3 separate regions of the Mus musculus genome follow, and all the other regions are linked to region 3. Evidence: chromatin contacts called from public HiChIP or PLAC-seq data. All regions are on one chromosome and are shown on one strand. The core of a region is the stretch at or near the end of the contact, and the rest is flanking DNA. Distances in the headings are between cores, read along the strand shown. Region 1 overlaps Thada (thyroid adenoma associated). Region 2 has its middle 18 kb from the start of 1810073O08Rik. Region 3 has its middle 14 kb from the start of Gm35551.

Region 1 (4,342 bases), core at 423-2,922, 200 kb before region 3:
TAATAAAGAAAAAATATATGCTAACAAAAACAAAGTTAAATACCACATAGAGCTTACCAAGTATTAAAACTGCTGTTTTGGGCTATCAAACAAAGTTAGTGCTCAGTGCTGGGTGTGTGGGAGATTAAAATACAAGGAAATTGCAATTTGCATGAGTTCATTATTTTCTGGGTTGTGCTAGAAGATGGATGAAAGTCAGCAGCAGCAACTGACCCTACATTATACTACACATGTAATGTCAAATAGGGTGTTATCTTTTAATTTAGGCTTAATCTAACATTTCATAGTTTATTTTGTTGCCCAGATGTCTCTGGTTTCAGCCACTGTAAACTCAGGTTTGTTCTTGTCTCTTTAACATACTTCCATACTTTTAGTTTGATTTGTTGCTTTTTCTTTTCTGGCATTACAAGATGTTTTCAGCTCACCTAGGTCTAGAATTAGTAATCTCCCAAGAAGCCCTGATTCCTTTTATTGGCAAATGATATTAGACACCAAAATCACAATAGTGTGTACTCATTGCTACTGAGGTACCACTAATTCTAGATGTGCTCTTTAAACAGAGTTAGGAAACCCACATAAATATATTAACCTATTTATATGCACACATAATTTTTCTATATCAGTCTGCATCTGTGTTAAGCTAGCAGGAGACCATACTGATTTGATTCTGGTGCAGTACTGTATAGCCCATTCTATTTTACTTTCTTATCTGTAGCCTCTCACTTAAGGAGCAAGAAATCTAGGGTTTATTAATTTTAGATAACAGTTAGTTTCAGTATGATGCTTTCATATGTATATATGGAATCAATATAGATGTAGACATAGACCATACTCACCTCTATTACAGACCGAGGTCTTTCTGGCCAACCCTGCAATTCCTACAGTCTGGTCCTTGCACTTAGAGAAACAGGCTTTCTTTCTCACAGTAGAAGTACATAGAGGTAGGCATGCTGTGTATATATCTAGGCTGCTAGAGCCTCTGTCCAAACCTTCTGAGCATTCATAATTGTCAGCATCTGACTTTATTTTCATTTAGCACTTGGGCCTCAATCAGAAAACAGCCAGCAGAATGATAGCTCTTGACTTCAAGAAAGGTTAAATTGTATTGCACATACTTAACACATGGCCTTCAGGAATGGAGCTGAACGTTTAGAATATCAGTCTTTATCACGTGTTGTCTGAGGACAGCCAGTAAACCTGGAGTACCAAATTTAATTTGGAAAGAGATATTAGTTCTGTATGTTTTTCACAGTAAATTCAAAGAGTACTTTGAAAATGACTTGAGCAAACCAGGGGCCATTTTTGAAAAGCAACTGATACTAGTTTTTAGAAAATTGTTAGCTAGGTTGTCTCAGCTACTTGGGAAGGATCTGGAATCAAGACCGTGCATCATACAGAGTACATGTACCCTGACAGTTTAAATGTAGCAAGGCACAGCGAGGTGGGGAAATACAGATGTTTTCTCAGTGGTCTCTCCATACACCAAAGATTTTCTGGTTATGAAAAAGACAGACCCAGAGGAGGGCTGTTGTGTTCCCTACAGGCACAACTTTAACCCTGCTGTAGGTGTTGGCTCTCAGCTACACCAGCGCTGAGCAGCTTCACGGCCGTGTGCTCTAGAGTTGAGTTGTGAACACCGACACAGATCTCACAAGATTCTCTTGCAAGATGATTTGCTTGCTTATGCCTTGTTTTCTTCCTCTTCCTGGAGCCTTTGCTGAGACAGACTCTCAGTCTGCTTCCTTCACTATCACCCCTGTCAGCAGTTCTGTAACAGGATTAAAGGGATACCACAGTTTCCAAAAATAGAGGTTCAAGAGGCTTACTGCCCAGCCCAGGGAAATCAAAATATTCAGTTTTATATTACTTGGGATACAGGTTTTCAGTGACCCACTTTGAAACTTTGTGTGTAGAAATTGAAAATGGTTACAAAATCACTTTTGTATAAACTTCAGTTGGAGTTCATTGGAACTTTATCTGAACAGTTTTTTAGAAAGAATTTCACAAAAAGGTAGATTATCTCTTGTCTTCTAATAACTGGAGGGATAAAGAACAAATCAGGCAGGGACTCTAAGTGTTTTTACCATTTTAAAAGAGGAAATGTCATGTTTTATTGTGACTACTTTGTTCCTACTTGGTTGTAGTTTGAGATTTAGCCCTGGGTGTTTTGTTGTTGTGGTTCTGTTTGTAATGCTCCATCGGCATTGTGAACAGAGAACTGTGAGATGCAAAGAGGATTGAGTCTGAGGGTTGGGTCTGCGTAGTCCTGGACTTGGTATTATCTTCCCCTATTTTCTAGATGTTTGACACAGGCAGGCCATGTAAACTTTGCACAATAGCCTATCCTTTGATATATAAAGGTACCATAATTTGCACTGTTGATATGAAAAGAGATGTTATGGTGTGGGAGAGCTGGTTCAGTGGTTAAGAGCACTGGCTGCTCTTGCAGAGGCCCTGAGTCTGGTTCTAGAACCCATGTCATGCAGCTCATAACTGCCTGTAACTCCAGCCCTTTCCTGATCTCTGTGAGCACCCACTTATACATGGCATACACTCAGACAGACGTGTGTACATACAGAATAAATAAATAAACAAATATTCTAGTTAAAAAGTAGAGCTACTATATATGCAAGTTTCAAATGCAGTGGTGGCTGGCAACTGTCTTTCATAATAATGATGAAGATAATGTGAAGTTTAAAATGCCATTATAAAAAATTATTTGTTACAAAATAAAATTTAAAATAAATACATGGATAAATAAAATCACTACTCAGACAAATATAAAATGAATATGTACAAAGTTGTATTTAATTCATTAGTTAATAAAGGAACCAGAAAACTTTTTATGGTCAGTCCAATGAACACTTGAAAACTCGGGCATCTGCAGGCAATGAAACGTAAATGCTAGGATAGGATTTCTGAATTCGATGTAAAACAATTTAATATTCAACAGATTACAACATTTATTTTGTTTCTCTGGGCAGAAATTATGGCCATCTCTATTTCACAGCAGCCTTCAAGTTTGTAAGTAACTTAATAGTCTAGAACTTTTAATCAGTACTGGCAATAAGATGTTGTGAATGCATTTCTCTACTACAACAAGGCTACAGTCTGTAATGGTCAAGTCAAATCAGGTCCTCATTGTGTTTTGAATAAAGTTTTATTGAAGACTGTGCCTCTTTTTTGTTGGTTGGTTTTTTTTTTTTTTTACATGTTTTCTATAGCTGCTTATACTTGTAAGAAAGACCCAAAATTTGTATTGTATTTATTCTCTGGCCCTTCATAGGAAAACTTTGCTGACTACTGCCCTTAAAGAATCCATGATCTTATACATACTTATTTTGATAGAGTTATCCCATAATGGTTAATGGTTTGTGTGTTATTAGAAATAGTACTGGTTTTACACTTAACTCTAAAGTTTCCGTTGCCTTTATGGGGAATAGCCTTAATTTCCATGTGCTGACCTTGTGCTGTACCCTGCCAAGTTTACTAGATCAGTGTCCCTTTAAAACCTACGTGACTCTATCATGTACAAACGAAAGCACTTGTTTTAGTCAGTCACTTTCAGTGTAATATTGAGTAGGAGTTGTCAGAATGAACAAGCTCGCATTTCCTAATCATAGAGGGAGAGCATTCAGTCTTGAGTAGGAGTTGTCAGAATGAACAAGCTCGCATTTCCTAATCATAGAGGGAGAGCATTCAGTCTTTCCCCAGTGTATAGTTACATGGGCTCCACCTCTCCTCCCTCCAGGTTTTCTGAGACAGGGTTTCTCTGTGTAGCCCTGGCTGTCCTGGAACTCACTCTGTAGACCAGGCTGGCCTCGACTCAGAGATCCGCCTGCCTCTGCCTCCCAAGTGCTGGGATTAAAGGTGTGTACTACCACTGCCTGTTGCTACGTGTTTTTCTTAGATACATTTTATCAGGTCTAAATTTTTTCATTGTGCTTCATAGTTTGTTGTGAATTTTTCATTATAAATAGACATTTATCTTAGGTTTCTACTGCTGTGGTAAAATCACCATGACAAAAAACAACATAGGGAAGAGAGAGTTACTTCACATCACAGCCTACAGTCTCTTCTTTCAGTGTAGGAACCTGAGGGCAGAAACTGGATCAGAGACCACTGAGGCCTGCAGCTTGCTGCCTTTCTCCCCGGTTTCTTCAGTTTGCTTTTTCCTATGCCCAGGACCACTCACTAAAGGTAGCTCCATCCACAGTGCACTGTGCGCTTCCTCCTCAGTCATTCCTGAAGAAAGTGCCTTACAGACTTGCGCACCTGCAGTCTGCTGCAGCCATTTTCTCAGCTGAGGTTCCTCTTCCCACAGAACTGTAGCTAATGCCAA
Region 2 (4,595 bases), core at 333-2,832, 160 kb after region 3:
ACCACTAAACCAGCAGCTCAATGTGGCTGACAAAGATTGTTGTGGGCAGCTCTGTGTCGAGCTTCGTGCTCTCGGCACTGAAAGTTCGGAGCTCTGAAGGTTCAGAGTCAAGGAGCAAGGAGTCCTGCATTGACCTACACAGCAGCTCTATCTCTTTTGTCCAGAGCCAGACTTTCTGGGGGAGCCCAGATCCACACCCCCTTTCTCACCCTTAGTGCTGGGAAACTCTAATGTGACTTTCCAGCAGTTTCTCTGGCGGGCCACCGCCGGCCAGGAACATGGCCAGTTAACCATCTCCAGATCCGTGTCTGCTCTCGGTTTTGTGTCATTGCCGCGGCAACGGGAAAGCAGAGCTCCTGGCCGGTCCACTCTCAGATGCCAAGAGAGAATTACTGCCAAAATGAAGTTAACCCTTTGCACCCTCCCCACCAGCCTTCCAGGCCACAGAGATGAACACTGTGGAGCGTGGTCCTCAGGCCCACAATCCCAGCATGAGGAAGCTGAGGCAGAGGGATCCCTGCTAGTCTGAGGCCAGCCTGAGCTGCAGAGAGAGGAGCCAGTGAGAGCTAAGAGAGAAACCATGCCCGGAAACAAAACTAAAACACAAAAAGAAATGAGAGCACCAAGTCTAACACTCACCAAAAGTTCAACCGCCCCAGGCAGGGCCTGCTCCAGAGAGACCCCGCCACCACCTGAGTGACAGAGTAGAGAGCAGCAGAGAACAGCAGAGGTGGCGTGAGGGTTGACATGCTCAGCTGCTGGAAGCTGCTCTCAAAGCAACTGCCTGTTTTCCCAAGAAACCCAGCCCATGACCGGCAGGAGCCTACGGGCACTTAGATGGACCCATGAAGGCAAAAGCATGGCCACTGTTCCCCCAACTCACTGAGGTACCAACCGGAACAAGGGGGCATGGGGCAAAGCATGCTGGCCTGGGAATCCAGAAACAAGCTGCCCCCAGGTGCCTGTCCTGTCCCCAGGTGGCTAGAACTATGGTCCGGTTGGTTTGGGGTCGGTTGGTTGTTTTAACTTTTTTAAATGAATTAATTTCGAGGGAGGAAGAGAGAGATACCACAGTGCAGCTGTGGAAGTCAGGGGACAAGCTGTAGGCTCAGGCCTTCCATCGTGTGGCTCTGGGGACTGAATTCAGATCATCAGGCTTGGTGGCAGGCACCCTTACAGAGACGCCACGGCTTCCAGATGGTGAGGCTAGGACAGACACGCCCATGAAATCTGACCTCGACGGCTCCTCCTTGTGACCTCATGTTAATGACTCTTCAATCAGACAGCAGACGCCTTAGGTAGGGTCTATCCACGGACACTCAGGGACAAGGGTACCTGCTACTGCTTTTGCCTCCTAGGCATCAGCTTCTTCACCTGTGAGACTGACTGGGGTCATCCTGGGCTAACTGCACATCCTGGGCTAACTGCACATCCTGGGCTAACTGCATAAAGCAATAGAACTGAAAGGGCTGCAGGTGCATTCACAGCTATCTGGCTGAAGAAGATGCTAGAAGCCACCCCTCTTCCTGTCCCTTTGTCCTCTGCTCATCTCTCAACACCCCCTGCCTGCACCGCCTCTTCCTGGGTGGCCACCCAGATGAGGAGCGCTCCTGAGGCTCGTGGCAGCTGTGGTGGCGACTGCTGGCCTTGTGGAAGAGATGTTTTGTTTTGATTATAAATTTGGGGTTGTTTTGTTTTGTTTTGTTTTGAGGCAAGTCTCACTCTGTATTTTAGACTCCTCTGAGACTCACTATGTAGCACAAGCTAGTCTCAAACTTGTAGCAATTCTCCTGCCTCAGCCTTCCAAGTGCTCTACTTACAGGCTTGAGCCTCCATGCCCAGCTCAGAAATTAAGATTGTCGTTCCTCATGTGTCCCTCCCTGCCCCCCCCCACTTCCCCACCCCTTTACAGCTGAAGGAAATGGGTCACAAGCAGGGGACTTTCCAGGAGTCACTTGGTTTGCAAGAACCTGATTCTCCAGGATGGTCTTAGTCTAAGACCCTGTCCCTGTCTCCAGACACAAGCAGGATGATTTCCTGTCCTTAGGACCCATCTAGGGCCAGTGTGAACCTTCTGGGTCCTGAGTGCACCTAAAATGCTAGGGTCATCCTGGGATATGATGAGTGTAGAGAGACGTGTCAAACCATGGCTAGCTTTTTCAGTTGCCAGGGGCCACCTGCAATGAGTGGGCAAGGCACTCAATGTCAGTCCCACTCAGGAGGAGGGGACACTCAGGCCTTCGAGGTGACACTCAGCAAGTCTGAGTGTAAACGTGGACACTCCCTCTAACCTCCTCCACTCTTGCAAACTTCCCTAAGATTCAGGTCAGGAAGGACGCTTGTCCTATCTCATTGGCTTCAGGGAGATCCAAAGATGACTGGCGAGTGTCAGGAGCCTGTAAACCTGTTCTCATTAGTCATTAATGCGCTCACTATTTGTTTGTGTTTCTAAGCAGCAGATCTGCTGATCAGGCCAAACCTCCTTTCTCTCCTCGATCCTAAACAGAACTTTTGATGTGGATCTTGTCTGTTCCCATACCTAGAAGTGAATCCAAGGCCAGATCGGAGAATCAACATCTTGTCTTGGTGAACAGAGTGCTGATGTCTACCTTTTGGGCAGGGTGTAGGCCCTGAGACCAGCCAAGCGAAGGGAAGCCAGCACGGCAGGCAGGTTTCCTGCTCCAGCTAGTAAATGAACAAACACACCAGATCAATGGCCACAGGATACGCTGTGTAGAGCATTCACCTTCCTGGCAAGGGCTGGCCCTCACAGTTACAGCTCTGACTCTAGACCTTTACAAAGAAGTCCTGCAACTGGTTCTCTCTCTCTCTCTCTCTCTCTCTCCCCTTCCCCCTCCCCCTCTTCCGCCCCCTCCCCCCTCTCCTCCTCTCCTCTCTCTCAACTCTCTTTCTCTCCCCTCTTCTCCCTCTCTTTCTTCCTTTCTTTCTCCACTCTCTCCTTCCCTCCTGTCTTCTTTTCTCTCCTTCCTTCTCTCTTCCTTCTCTCTTCTTCCCCTTCTCCATCCTTTCTTCCTTCCTCCACCTTCCTGCCATTTCCACCTTTGACCTCAAGGTAGAGGCAGGAGAGGGAAGATGTTGGCCTTTGGGTACCTGTCTCTGTTAAGCAGGAATGATCCCTGGGAGGTCAGGAGCAGGATCCAGCCATCCGAAAGGGACCAGGGACTGGGGAATGATGAGCAGAACAGCAAGGAGGACCATGTTGGACAACTGTAGAGATATTGGACTAAGAGAAGCCAGAGCCTGGTGATTTAGAGCACCAGTCCGAGTGGGGAAGCCCTCTGAAAAAGGAATATTTGGTAACATCCTACTAATGCTAACAACCCCAAGCCAAGATTGGGCACAAAGGCACACTGTCAGGGAAATGAGATTCTCCAATTCCCAAGGAAAACAGGGGACATCTGTGCCACCACAAACACAGCTATGGAAGGAGCCGGTGATGGAAGGGCCCGGAGCAACCCAGAGGAGAACTTGATGCCAGCAAACTTGGGTCCTGAACAGCAAGATACTCAAGTTCTGGTGAGGGGGGATTCCATGGAACCATGTCCATCCCAGGGAAGTGGAGGCAGGAGGATCAGGAGTTCAAAGTCATTCCCTCTCTCAAGGAAGAAAAAGTCTCTGGATGTCCCTTTCTTTAAGGGAGAGAAAGATCCCTTTCCTCCTGTCAATCAGAAGAAAAGGAACGCAGACTCTCTGTGAGAGTCTCACATGCCCTGAAGGATCACAAACTCCAAGATCCTTCCAGACCTCTTACATAGACAAAGGAATGGAGCCTTTATCTAGGATCCTGGGCAATTGTGGAAACTTTCATTTGTGCTCAGTGTGAATGCAACTGCTTTCTGGGGGCAGATGACAGGGTTGCCACTAAATGTACTAAGTGTATTTGCCTAGGGAGGTAGACACTGACTCCTAAGCCCATGTTTAATCGACGGGCCCATGGATTGATTCTGTCTGCACAGAATACGCCTTCCTTCGGATAACAGTGATCCCATGAAACTGTCAGGCAAGTTGGTCTGGACAACCTAAGGCCAAGCCACAGTGAATTCCTGCTCTTCACAGAGCTTTTGGAGAAAGGCAGCTTTATTAAGTCAAGCCGATACAGTAATGGGGACCAGGTGTGACCACAAGAGGCGCCCGTGAAAACTGCCCCAAAGACCAGCTAGGAACAAAGCAAGGCAGCTGATGCGTGGGTGGGTATGCTTCTCTGGAGCTTTTAAGAGTCGTTTTTGAATATCCGTCTTAGCATCATTTTCTCACGATCTTTTAAAGAAATTTTGTTATTACGTTTTATTTATTTTGTGTGTCTCTTCTGTATTGCCACAAGGAAAGGGATGAAAAATTAAAAGGCTAAAATTTCCACCACCTCTGTCCAAACTACCACAAATCTCAGCTGATAACGTCCCACAAATGCCTGTCTGAAGCCTGGAATGCAGTACTCCCTTTACCAACAGTTGGAGGCAGATGCAGGCAGATCTCTGTGAGTTCGAGGCCAGCCTGGTCTATGTTGCAGGACGGCCAGGGCTATACAGAGAGACCTTGTCTCAAATTCCTACTCCATCCCCCCAAAAACTGTCTGC
Region 3 (4,484 bases), core at 1,498-3,997:
GTGGTCTCCGCTAGCTTCCCCTTTTTGTTTGTTGTTTTCTTTTACTTTTTTGAGTAAAGTTCTCTTGTAGCTCAGGCTGGCCCTCTCACTTGCTATGGAGCTAAGGCTTACCCTTAATTTTTGATCCTTCCGCCTTCACATCCCAAGTCCTGGGGTTATCACCACCACATCTGGTGTTTGTTTGTTTGTTTGTTTTCTCCTGTTTTTCTCAATTCAGTCTACGCACTGATCATTTCTCTGTCCTTCTCCCCCACCCCAGCCCCCACCCCATCAGCACTGGAATCCATGGGCAAATGACTGGACTCCAGGTTTAGGGAGCATTCAGTGTTCACAAACCATAATGTTAGCTGATCTGAGATTCAGAGGCTAGTAATTCCCTTAAGGATTGTCAAACCAGTTTGGGGTTCACAAAGTGCTTTGATGGAAGATACCTGCCTTTGAAGGCAAGTGCTTCTGGGAGGGAACGTGGTAGGGGATGGGGCTGCAGGCAACAGGAGGTGGGTACAGTGACTGAATGTGGGGATGCTGGCCCTGCGGTTTACATGTGTGTCCGGGATGCTTCAGCAGCCTCCAAGGCTAGCCCAAGGGATCACTGACGTGCCGCTTTCCCCAGATTCGCCCATGATTTATGCTTCTGAAAACATCTGAGGAAAAGTTAGACATCTTTACCTTTTTGCTTCAATTACTTCAGGCGAGATTCTCAAGGATGCTCTTTAATATAGTCTGCTTTCCTTTCGGTGAAGCCGTATCCCGTATCTGGTGGGCTATTCTAGCTTGTAAATACAGCCGACTTTGCGGGAGTCAGCTAGGCTTATGATGCTGTGCTGGTGTCCTGACCACTGGGGGATGCCTGAGCCCCAAGCCTTGTCAGAACTGTGTTGACCTCAGGAGCCCTGCTTGGGTTTGCTTTCTGCTGGACAGCTGGTCTGTGCTCTCAGAGGCCCGGCTGGGCCTTGGCTGGACTCTGTTTTATCTTGTTTCTCTCCGCTTTGTTCTGGAATTTTCTGTGCATTTTCCCCAATCCACAGATATGACTGTCATAGGGTATTGGCTTTCCAGTGTCTAGCACGGTATGTTGGCTACAGAGTTAGCTTGGTTGGGCCCCCTCTGTGCCTTGGAGGTCAGAATGGGCTCCTTAGCTAACAAGGGAGCTTTCCCATCTTCATCTTGCCAGGAGGACCGAGGCTCTATGGCGGTCTGGCTTGCTGTCCTATGGTCCTGCTCAAGACTGGAAGTCTTAGGCAAAGGAAACATTTTCCAGAGCATGGCTGAGAGGGACAGAACGTCTCAAGGAGATGGGCTGGGTTGGGCTGGGCTGGGCTGGGCTGGGCAGGCAGGGTTTTGGAAAGCCCCTGCTTGTTCTGGGAGCTGTTCAGAACCCTGAGGTTTCAGAAAGCCATGGCGGCTCGTCACAACTGTTGCTGCACTGAGGAGGAGGAATGGCCTGGTGCCTAATGCCTTGGGTTTAGAGGGAAAGGTGAAGCCCAGCCTTGCCAACCTGGAACCTGGGCTTCTGCTGGGCCTGGGGGAACACTGGACTTTGAAGAGGAATGGAGCCCTCAGGCCAGGGCCTCTGAATGGTGAGAGAGTGTTGCCATGATCAGCCATGACTCAGGTTTGGTGGGCAGTGGCCTTGACACAGCCATGAAGGCTTTGGGCCTGGTCTCTCAAAGACACCTCAGATGGAGCTGGTAGGGGAACCCCCATAGGTCCCATGAACAGAACATGCCAAAGTCTTTTGCAGTACAAGGAGAGGTCAGGGTTTTAATACGAGCCTTGGTCCAGGGCTTTGAAGTCAGGGAGGGTTTAGGCTTGAGGAAGGCCAGTGTCTCAATCTCTAGCAGCTTTTTCTTTCTTCTGCTCCGCTTTGCGCACAACCAGCATGCCCAGGGTCCAAGCAGCCCTGCTCTGTGACCGTGGCCTGTCACTTCTGAAGATTGTCTTCTCACCCATGAACTGGGGCGGAGCGCTGAGCCACTTTTGCGGCGGCTTTCAGAGAGCTTCCAGAGGGCTTGAAGAACAGGAAAATGCAGATAGATGTCCAGCCTACCGCTTCACTTTAAAAATAACGTTGTTTATCGTTACCGTGGGGTAGGGAACATGCTTGAGGGGTGGTGCACATACGTGGAGGTCTCTGCTTCCATGGTTAATAAGGGTCACAGGGATCGAGTGGAGGTCTCCAGGTTTAAAAGCAAGCACCTTTATCCACGGAGCCATCTTATAGATTTGGTAAGGTCACAGTGGGCCTAGGCAAGTTTCCCCAACACTCCTCGGGGTCCTTGACTTTAACTACAGACCCGTTCTTCTTGGTGTTGTGGAGGGCCTGCCGGGTAGGGCTCTAGCCTGGGCAAGCAAGTCCATTTAAGTTCTCCTAGGAGCCAGTGTAGGCACGTGCCGTTCCCATTTCCACAGCTCGAACGTATCGGGGCCCGACAGAAACCTCGACGCTTTCAGCACCCTGTAGCCCGCAAAAGAGACCCTGCGTCCTGCCCACCCTGGCTCCTGGCTGCCCCGATCCCTCTGGGGGGCTCTGGAGGAGAGAGAACTGGGTCTCCTAGGTGCGGTCGGTCCGTTCTCCCATGGCGCTGACGTTGCCCTGCGGCCCAGCTGGCTGCAGTTTTTCCGCAATAACAATATCCCGGGGAGGGAGGAGCGGCGGGTGAATGAGCGCCTTTGTCCCCGACCCTGTGAAGGCCGATTAATTATGCGCCTCGGAGCGCGGGAGCGCGGTCGTCAGGCCCCCTGCGCGCCCGCCCTGAAAAGCCGGGGCTTGGGAGCGCGGCCGCTGGCTCCGCGCGGACGCACAAAGGGCTGAGCATTAGCAGCCCGGCAATTACCCAGCGTTTTGGACGTGTCCTTGTCTCGTTGACACCGCGCCGCCCCTCCCCAGGCGGCTGCACTTTGAGGATTTGCAAGTCCTTTCTTGGTTGCTAAGGGCGACTAGGCAGAGGGGTTGGGAGCTTGGAGGGAGGGGGGACGCCAAGCCTGCCCTGTTGGAAGTGTCACGGGCCAAAGTGGGGGAGGGGCGAGTGGGTGTCACCCCTGGGGACCTGGACCTTAGGGCTCTGAACAGGCAGATAGATTCCTGAGCGTCACCCAGAGGAGTCCCTGACTTAGTCGGTGTGGAGTGTCCTTTAAGCATCACAGATACAGTTTTTAAAAACCTACCGTGGAATAGTGAAACAAAATGTATAAATTAAAGTTGCTTGAAAAGTATTGAAATTTATTAGTGTGTGTGTGTGTGTGTGTGTGTGTGACACACGCATGTCCTCTGTGTTTTTACCACAGTGCACATGTGGATGGAGGTCAGAGGACCACTTGTGGGAGTCAGTTTTTGCTTTCTACCATGTGGATCCTGGGAGACTAACCCCAGCTCCTCAGGCTCCGCAGCAACAGAAGGCTGATGACCCTTCTCGATGGCCCTTTATGGCACAGCTCCTCAGTGTGCCTTTTGCCACATCTATGCCCTGTGCCATCCACAGCACACTGACAGAACAATCCTCGGTCCAGAATGTTCCCTGAATCCTCCTACCAGCCCCAACCTTCCAGGCTCTGCTGTTGGTGACATATCCTCTAAGTTTCATGTGGCTTTGGATTGAAGACCCATGGAGTCCTGCAATGTGTGCTGCTTTATCTCAGATTTCTTACTGGAATCCATACAGTGTATATGCAGAGTTAGTTTCCTTTATTAAACAGTTTATCTGCAGACTAGGCACCTAAGTTGTGGCTGCTGTAAGAAGAGCTGCTGTGATCATTTTGTGTTACATATGTGATCATTTTGTATACATATTTTTACCTGTGTCCTTTGGGTAAATATCTAGATGTGGAGTTGCTGGGGAAGGCATTCCGTTGTAAGAAAGCAGGCTGGTAGCCAGGCATGGTGGTGCATGCCTTTAATCCCAGCACTTGGGAGGCAGAGGCAGTGAGCAGATTTCTGAGTTTGAGGCCAGTCTGGTCTACAGAGTGAGGTCCAGGACAGCCAGGGCTATACAGAGAAACCCTGTCTTGAAAAACCAAAGAGAGAGAGAGAGAGAGAGAGAGAGAGAGAGAGAGAGAGAAAGCAGGCTGGCTTTGTTTCTCAAGCACCTACACTCTGTGTGTCTCATAGCATAGGGGAAGTGTGTCTACATTCTAGTTACTCTGCATCTGTGTCAGCACTTGGCATTGTCAAAGGTTTTGAGTTCTGCTGTTCTAACTGCTGTGACGTGGAATTTCACTGCCTGAGCTCCAAGGACTGTGTGTGCGTTGTATATATGTACACATGTGTGTGCAAGTGTACACACACATATGAAATCCAGAGGAGGACATAAAGTGTCTTTCTATATCACTCTGTCTTATTCCTCTGAGATGGGGGTCTTTCACTGATGAAAGCTTGCCATTTGGTTCAGGCTGGACAGCCAGCAAGTGTGCTCTGGGGATCTTCCTGCCTCTGCCTTCCAACACTGGGGCTACAAGCACATGGGGTGAGCGCTAGGGATTCCAAC

What was found. HiChIP or PLAC-seq counts read pairs in DNA pulled down with a chosen protein or histone mark.
Region 1: a contact with region 3 is called in an H3K27ac HiChIP or PLAC-seq map of microglia, with 3 times the contacts expected there. The contact joins two enhancer-like sites. A contact is called at or near these places in 2 of 484 Hi-C or Micro-C datasets (the G1E-ER4 cell line and rod photoreceptor) and 1 of 115 datasets of contacts at active chromatin or transcription factors (microglia).
Region 2: a contact with region 3 is called in an H3K27ac HiChIP or PLAC-seq map of microglia, with 3 times the contacts expected there. The contact joins two enhancer-like sites. A contact is called at or near these places in 2 of 115 datasets of contacts at active chromatin or transcription factors (embryonic stem cells and microglia).

Annotation. Positions count from the first base shown.
Region 1 is chr17:84,290,726-84,295,067 of GRCm38.p6, reverse strand. All of the region lies in intron 29 of Thada (thyroid adenoma associated), which reads left to right. Among named protein-coding and RNA genes, the nearest start is that of Gm24492, 5.2 kb to the right of the region's middle. Within about 2 kb of position 1,672, at least 33 of the 459 cell types and tissues checked have an H3K27ac peak or open chromatin away from gene starts, as enhancers often do. A contact at or near this core is called in microglia and rod photoreceptor, where this site is marked.
Region 2 is chr17:83,933,503-83,938,097 of GRCm38.p6, reverse strand. No RefSeq gene overlaps it. Among named protein-coding and RNA genes, the nearest start is that of 1810073O08Rik, 18 kb to the right of the region's middle. Within about 2 kb of position 1,582, at least 82 of the 459 cell types and tissues checked have an H3K27ac peak or open chromatin away from gene starts, as enhancers often do. A contact at or near this core is called in microglia, where this site is marked.
Region 3 is chr17:84,094,969-84,099,452 of GRCm38.p6, reverse strand. No RefSeq gene overlaps it. Among named protein-coding and RNA genes, the nearest start is that of Gm35551, 14 kb to the right of the region's middle. Within about 2 kb of position 2,747, at least 164 of the 459 cell types and tissues checked have an H3K27ac peak or open chromatin away from gene starts, as enhancers often do. A contact at or near this core is called in microglia and rod photoreceptor, where this site is marked.